Regions from separate parts of the Mus musculus genome. Here region 1 is linked to region 2. Evidence: chromatin contacts called from public HiChIP or PLAC-seq data. All regions are on one chromosome and are shown on one strand. The core of a region is the stretch at or near the end of the contact, and the rest is flanking DNA. Distances in the headings are between cores, read along the strand shown. Region 1 has its middle 17 kb from the start of Ypel2. Region 2 overlaps Cltc (clathrin, heavy polypeptide (Hc)).

Region 1 (3,536 bases), core at 659-3,158, 290 kb after region 2:
TAGTAGATGGGATTGCAGGCCTGGTTTCTCTCTCTCTCTCTCTCTCTCTCTCTCTCTCTCTCTCTCTCTCTCCTGTGTGTGTGTGTGTGTGCATGTGTTTGTGTCCCCGTGTGTGTCCCCGTGTCTATGTGTCTGTCTGTCTCTTTCTGTATGTCTGTCTATCTGTCTCACCTCAACCTTGGTCTGTGCTAGAGATTGAACCTAGAGCCTCCTGTATGCTGTGTATGCTAACCTACCTGTGCTCCAGCCTGAAGATCTTGAGTTGTGTGTGCACACATTCATTCATGTGTGTGTGTGCGTATGTGTGTGTGTGCGCGCGTGCGTGGAGAGGCCAGAGGTGATGTCTTCCTCTCCTTTTTTTAGTTTTTCAAGACAGGGTTTCTCCTGGCTGTCCTGGAACTCACTCTGTAAACCAGGCTGGCCTCGAACTCAGAAATCCGCCTGCCTCTGCCTCCCAAGTGCTGGGATTAAAGGCGTGCGCCACCACTGCCCAATTTCTCCACTTTATTTTAAGACAGGGTCTCTCACTGAACCCAGAGCTCACTGATTCAACTAGACCTGCTGGCCGATGATCCAGCGATTCGCTTCTCCCTGCCCACATTGCTGAAGCTATAGACTCATTGCTCAGCTTTTACCCTGTGCTAGGGATGGAAGCTCAAGCCCTCCTGCTTGGGCCATGGTCTGGTTGTCGTTTTGATACAGGGTCTCACATTGTAGCTCAACAGTATGAGGGCCTCAAGATTGAGGTGGTCTCCTACCTTGGCTTTCCAAATACTGGGATTATAGACGTAAGCCACTATGCCCAGCTTAACTCAAGACCCTCTCTTCAGAAGAGGAATCTAGAGTCGGCACCGTGCTCTTCTCTGCTCTCTGCTGAGCCCTCTCTTACCTGCCTCCAAGTACTCCGCTGAGCAAGTCACAGAAAGACTGGCAAGAAGCCACAAAAGCAGAGCTATATTCCGCAGTGAAGCCTGTTATGGGGTGCAGGACACATCACCCTCAGAAATAACCCAGTAAGTAAGCTGGATGAGGGTCGTCAGCCGAAACTCATTTCTCGAAAGGAAATTAACGTCTGTCTCCAGCCTAATGAGGACCTGCGCTTCTGGCTTTTGTTGTTTTGTTTTGAAAACCGGGTCTCACTGTGTAGCCCTGGCTAGTTTGGAACTCAGGATGTAGACCAGGCTGACCTCAAATTCCCAGAAACCTACTCGCCTCTGCTGGGATTAAAGGCACAAGCCACCCCACCCCACCCTCCAGTTTCCTGGTTTTATTAACATTTGTTACAGTGAAGGCACCAATCAGTACATTTTTAAATCCAATAATTCCCATTTCCTGAGATTTTACGTAATGTTGTTTTTCTCTTCTTACTGGCATCTCAGCCAAAATATCAGGTTATAGTTTGTCAACTTTCTCTACTGTAGTTACACACACACACACACACACACAAATAAATCAATGTAACTTCTGTTTTTGTTTTTTTGTTTTTTGTTTTTTTTTTTTGAGACAAGGTTTCTCTGTGTAACCCTGGCTCTCCTGGAACTCACTCTGTAGCCCTGGCTGGCCTGGAAATCACATATCCACCTGCCTCTGCCTCCTGAGTGCTGGGATTAAAGATGTGTGCCACCAGGCCCAACCAGGTTTAGCTTTTGTTGTTGTTGTTTGTTTTTTTGAGGCAGGGTTTTTCTGTGTAGTCCTGGCTGTCCTGGAACTCACTTTGTAGACCAGGCTGGCCTTGAACTCAGAAATCCGCTTGCCTCTGCCTCCCAAGTGCTGGGATTAAAGGCGTGCACCACCACGCCCGGCAGCATTTTTTAAAAATAAAAACAGGTGTGTTCAGATTACCAAAAGAGAACAATTCGGTAGTTCCCACAACCCAATGCAAGACTGACTCAAATCATAATTAGGTCTAGGGAGACCTCCTGTGGTTAAACTTGGGTATAGCTTCCCAGTGTCCGCTTTCCAGGCCTGGTCATTCCTAATGAATCCAAGAGTTCTCTCTTCACCCCAACCAGCCTCAGGCAAAATCTAAGAACATTCTGGGAGCATCACTACCAGTAGAGGCCAGATACACGCTGAGCTTCCTATAACGTTCGGGATCACCCTGAAATTTAAAAATTTGAGGCCAAGAGCTGTGAATACAACTATAATGGAGAGAGCCAAAGATCCTCATTTTTGGGGGGGGGGGTGCTGGAGAGATGGTTCAGTGGTTAATACTACTGAATGCTCTTCCAGAGGTCCTGAGTTCAATTCCCAGCAACAACATGGTGGCTCACAACCATCTATAATGGGATCCGGTGTCCTCTTCTGGTGTGTCTGAAGACAGCTACAGTGTACTCATATATGCATAAAATAAATAAATCCTTTTAAGAAGGTTGTGGAGAGATACATTCTTTTATTTATTTAGGATTTTAAAAACACATTTTGTTTATTTTTGCTTTGCTTTGGAGACAGGGTCTCACAGGCTGTCTTAAACTTACTAGGTATTTCAGGTTAGCCTTGAACTTTTAGCAATCCTGCCTCAGCCTCCCGCAAGCTGGGATTACATTTCCCAGCTGTGTAAAACAGTTCCAGGGGATCTGAGAAGCTCACACAGATACACATGCAGGTGAAACACTAATGCACATAAAATAAAAATAAATAACTTAAAAGTTTCTTGATTAATGATCATACTCTGGCTTTAAAAAAATGTCCTTTTTTATTTTGTGTGTTGGGGTGCTGTGCACACATGCCATCATATGCCTGCCATCATATGCCATCAGTGGTCAGGGGACAGTTTGTGAGAGTCAGCTCTCTTCCACCACATGGGTTGCTGTCCTCACCCTGGACAGCAAGAAACTTTGCCTGCTGATTCATCTCGCCCTCCTCCCACCCCCACCCCACCCCCATCTGCTCTTTTTTTTAAAATTTATTTATTATATGTAAGTGCACTGCAGCTGTCTTCAGACACACCAGAAGAGGATACCGGATCCCATTACAGATGGTTGTGAGCCACCATGTGGTTGCTGGGATTTGAACTCAGGACCTTTGGAAGAGCAGTCGGGTGCTCTTACCTGCTGAGCCATCTCACCAGCCCCACTCTTTTTTTTTTTAAAGATTTATTTATTATTATATCTAAGCACACTGTAGCTGTCTTAACCTAACCCTGATGCACCAGAAGAGGTCGTCAGATCTCATTACAGATGGTTGTGAGCCACCATGTGGTTGCGAGGATTTGAACTCAGGACCTTCGGAAAAGCAGTAGGTGCTCTTAACCACTGAGCCATCTCTCCAGCCCCCACGGCTGCTCTTATATTGGACACAGGCTCACTCTGTAGCTCTGGTTGGCCCAGACCTTACTGTGTACCAGACTGATCTCAAAGAGTGCCGGGATTAAAAGTGTGGACCAAGTGGGGCGGTGGTGGCACACACCTTTAATACCAACACTCAGGAGGCAGAGGCAGGCAGATCTCTGTGAGTTCAAGGCCAGCCTGGTCTACAGAGTGAGTTCCAGGACAGCCAGGGCTACACAGTGAAACTCAGTATTAGGGGGTGGGGGT
Region 2 (3,221 bases), core at 428-2,927:
AGCAACCACATGGTGGCTCACAACCATCCGTAACAAGATCTGACTCCCTCTTCTGGAGTGTCTGAAGACAGCTACAGTGTACTTACAGATAATAAATAAATAAATCTTTAAAAAAAAAAAAAAAAAAAGAAAATATAAGATAATCTCATCATTTTGACTATTTTGTTACATAAAATCCCTGTGGGTTTGGCTATCAGACCCCAGTTAAATTCAAAAGAATAAATATCAGATGATACAGCTGTAAACTACCTCCAAGTGATAATAGGTAGAGGCAAGACATGCAAATTCCATGTAATAATGGTTTTGTGCTCAATCTACAATTCTCCCAAAAAACAAAAGTTAAAAAATGTCATGTGTGACAGTGGACAAGTGGTACTCTCTGAGTTTAAGAATTTTTCTCATCTTTCATTGATAGATAGCTACAAATTTTTACTTTTCCCCATAAAATAACTGGTATGAGAATAATGTTAACAAGCAAAGTTAAACAAATTAAAAACCCTTACTATTCTCTAGCTTAGCATTCTTTAGGACATTATTCTTCACTCCAGCCAGAGGCAGCCTTTATTCTCTCCAACTGAATTCATGTGTCACAAAGTCAATTTATCTTGATCCCACTTGGTTTATAAATTATACATTAACACTTCATTTCTGGATTCAGACAGATGTGATGCTAGAAGTAAATCTAGATGTTTCCTTAACCTACAATAAAGGATCTTGAAAATGATGCCAAAGATAAACTGAAAAATACAAGCATCTAAGGCAGAGGCTGGAAGATGGCTCAGTAGGTAAAGACGTTTATATGGAGACTAACATTCTGAGTTCTAGACGCAGTAACTACATGATGCAAAGATAGAACTGACTCCCAAGAGTTGACCTCTGACCTCCATGCAATGGCCTGGGCACAGAAACATCATCACAAACATCAACACAAAATGAAAACATAAATAAATGTTAAAAAAAATTGAAGAGTAAAATATAAGAAACCTAAGCCAAGAATGATGCCTTCTGGAAGATGCTGGTTTTACCACATACCAAGGCCAGCCTAGACACTGCAAAGTGAGACTATCTCAAAAAAAATAGGAAAGATGATTCAAAGAGTAAGGGCACTTGTGCCAAATGTGAAGATCTGAGTTTGACCCCTGGGCCTTCCATGATACAAGGAGAGAGCTAGCTCTTATGCACATTGTTCTCCCCAGACAAAAATTTTCAAGGCAGTAGAAAGACAAAATCAATAACTGTGCCTTAAAAAAAAAATAAAGGAATCAAAGCCTTTTATGGACTAGAGGCCATCTACTTCCTGTTGTACATATTAATAATGTACACATTACAGGTATGTGTCACCACCTGGGGAAAGAGCTGAATATTCTAAAATGTCATCAAGAACAACTTTAAACTGTGTTTTTCTTAAACCAGCCCTAGTGACACACATCTTTAATCCCAGCACTCAAGAGGCAGGGGCAGGCAGATCTCCAGCCTGGTCTATATACTGAATTCTAGAACAGCCAGGGCTACAGAGTGAGACCCTGTAACAAAAGAAAAAAGAGAAAAGAGAAAAAAGAAATGTGTCTTTTGATTTTTTTTTTTTTAAAAAAAGGAAGTTCTTTGAAAATGAAACTGTTTTTCCTTCTTTTTAAACAGATGGTCGTTCTTAGGTACTACTTACTAATTTCCTTCCTTATTTCTTGAGAAACCACAGAGTATTAAGTTTAGAAAAAATAACCCAGCACAGAATTTGAGAATGCTAAGATTTTCAAATGTAAGAAAAATATTCTCAAGCCCGACTCAACCCTTGTAGAACTGCTTAAGTCAATCAGAAGCACGTAACTTAAAGCCACTTACCTTGAGAAAATTCTTGACTCGCTCGGGATCATAGCAGTTGCTTTCTCTGCAGATTCTTTCCACTTCTTTGATTTGCCCAGTCTTGCAAGCCGCCTGAATATATTTAAAGTGCACATCTGGGTCCTGACTAAAGTTAACAATGGACCCCAGAAAATAAAAGAGACCTTAAAGAAACAAAAGTAACTGAGATTAAGGAACATAGGCAGGTTTTGTTTGTTTGCTTGCTTGCTTGCTTGCTCTAAGACAAGGTCTCACTGTGAAGCCCTGGTCTCTTCATGGAGTCCTGGCTGTCCTGATTTTGCTGTATAAGCCAGACAGACTGGTCACAAAATCAGAGATCCTCCTGTCTCTGACTCCAAAGTGCTGAGATTAAAAGCATGTACCATCAAGCCTGGCTATACTTTTGAGAATGAAAGAACTAAAAATTAAGCAATTACAAGTCATGATTACAGAAAAGGTTCCTAGTAAGTTGGCTGTTTTAAAAGTTCAGTAAGAATACACATTAATCCAGAAGCCACTTGAACAAATCAGGTATAAATTTCAGTCCCTACACAACAGGAAATTCTGTTTAAAAGTATCTTTCTGTGTTTTAGTGTTTTTGAGAGGATTTGTCGTATAGTTCAGGCTGTCCTTGAATCTATCATAAACCTGTCTCATTTTTCTGAGTGGCCACTCTGCCTGGCTCGGAAGTTTTCAAATAGTAAAGGACAGCGCCTCAATAGCAAAGCAAATGTTTATACCACATTTCATGAGACACTTTAAATCAAGTATCACATACCAGATAGCTTTGCATAAAACTTTCAAAAATTTAGTGTAGAGCTGTCCATAAGAACTTTCTGGAGTGATGACCTATATCATCTGCCTTAGACACTAACCTCCCATGGCTCACCTCAAGCGTAGCTAGACTAACTCTAGAAACTTTCAATTATATTTTAATTATTTAATTGAATTTTAAATAGCTGGGCTAATGAAGCACAAAACCCCCTTAGGAGAAATGTTCACTATTGCAAGAGTCAGAGCGGTGCTTTTAATATTACTGTAATTAGTCGTCAGTATTTTAATATTATGCAGCTAACACAAGACAATAAATTTCTTAACCCAAATTTCTGCCTTTAGTTCATAAAATACCCAAGCAGGTGTTCTTCTACACTGTATACCTCAAGGATCCCATGACATGAGGGGTCCTAGAGAAGACATGTCCCATAAAAGTGTTTTTCAGAAGATAATTTCGAACTGCCTGATTAATTATAAGTGTCTCTCTTATATCAATTCTGACATTCCTAATTACCTTCAAAACTCTTGAATGATTCAAAGAGCTCAATCAGAGACTGAGTTGACAGCTGTTCGTGATATTTAGAAGCCACCTGAACACAGATCTGTAG

The links. HiChIP or PLAC-seq counts read pairs in DNA pulled down with a chosen protein or histone mark.
Region 1: an H3K4me3 HiChIP or PLAC-seq map of bone marrow-derived macrophages shows a contact between it and region 2, with 4 times the contacts expected there. The contact joins two enhancer-like sites. A contact is called at or near these places in 2 of 15 datasets of contacts at CTCF or cohesin (large pre-B cells and pro-B cells), 16 of 484 Hi-C or Micro-C datasets (the AML12 cell line, the G1E-ER4 cell line, the HPC-5 cell line and 12 more), 5 of 115 datasets of contacts at active chromatin or transcription factors (bone marrow-derived macrophages, cardiomyocytes, embryonic basal ganglia and 2 more) and 3 of 9 other capture datasets (adipose tissue, liver and pancreatic islet).

Annotation. Positions count from the first base shown.
Region 1 is chr11:87,008,778-87,012,313 of GRCm38.p6, forward strand. No RefSeq gene overlaps it. Among named protein-coding and RNA genes, the nearest start is that of Ypel2, 17 kb to the left of the region's middle. Within about 2 kb of position 1,909, at least 73 of the 459 cell types and tissues checked have an H3K27ac peak or open chromatin away from gene starts, as enhancers often do. A contact at or near this core is called in bone marrow-derived macrophages, where this site is marked.
Region 2 is chr11:86,716,059-86,719,279 of GRCm38.p6, forward strand. Cltc (clathrin, heavy polypeptide (Hc)) reads right to left here. Exons shown (of 32, transcript NM_001003908.2): 13 at 3,128-3,221; 14 at 1,840-2,003. Among named protein-coding and RNA genes, the nearest start is that of Ptrh2, 34 kb to the left of the region's middle. Within about 2 kb of position 1,678, at least 39 of the 459 cell types and tissues checked have an H3K27ac peak or open chromatin away from gene starts, as enhancers often do. A contact at or near this core is called in bone marrow-derived macrophages, where this site is marked.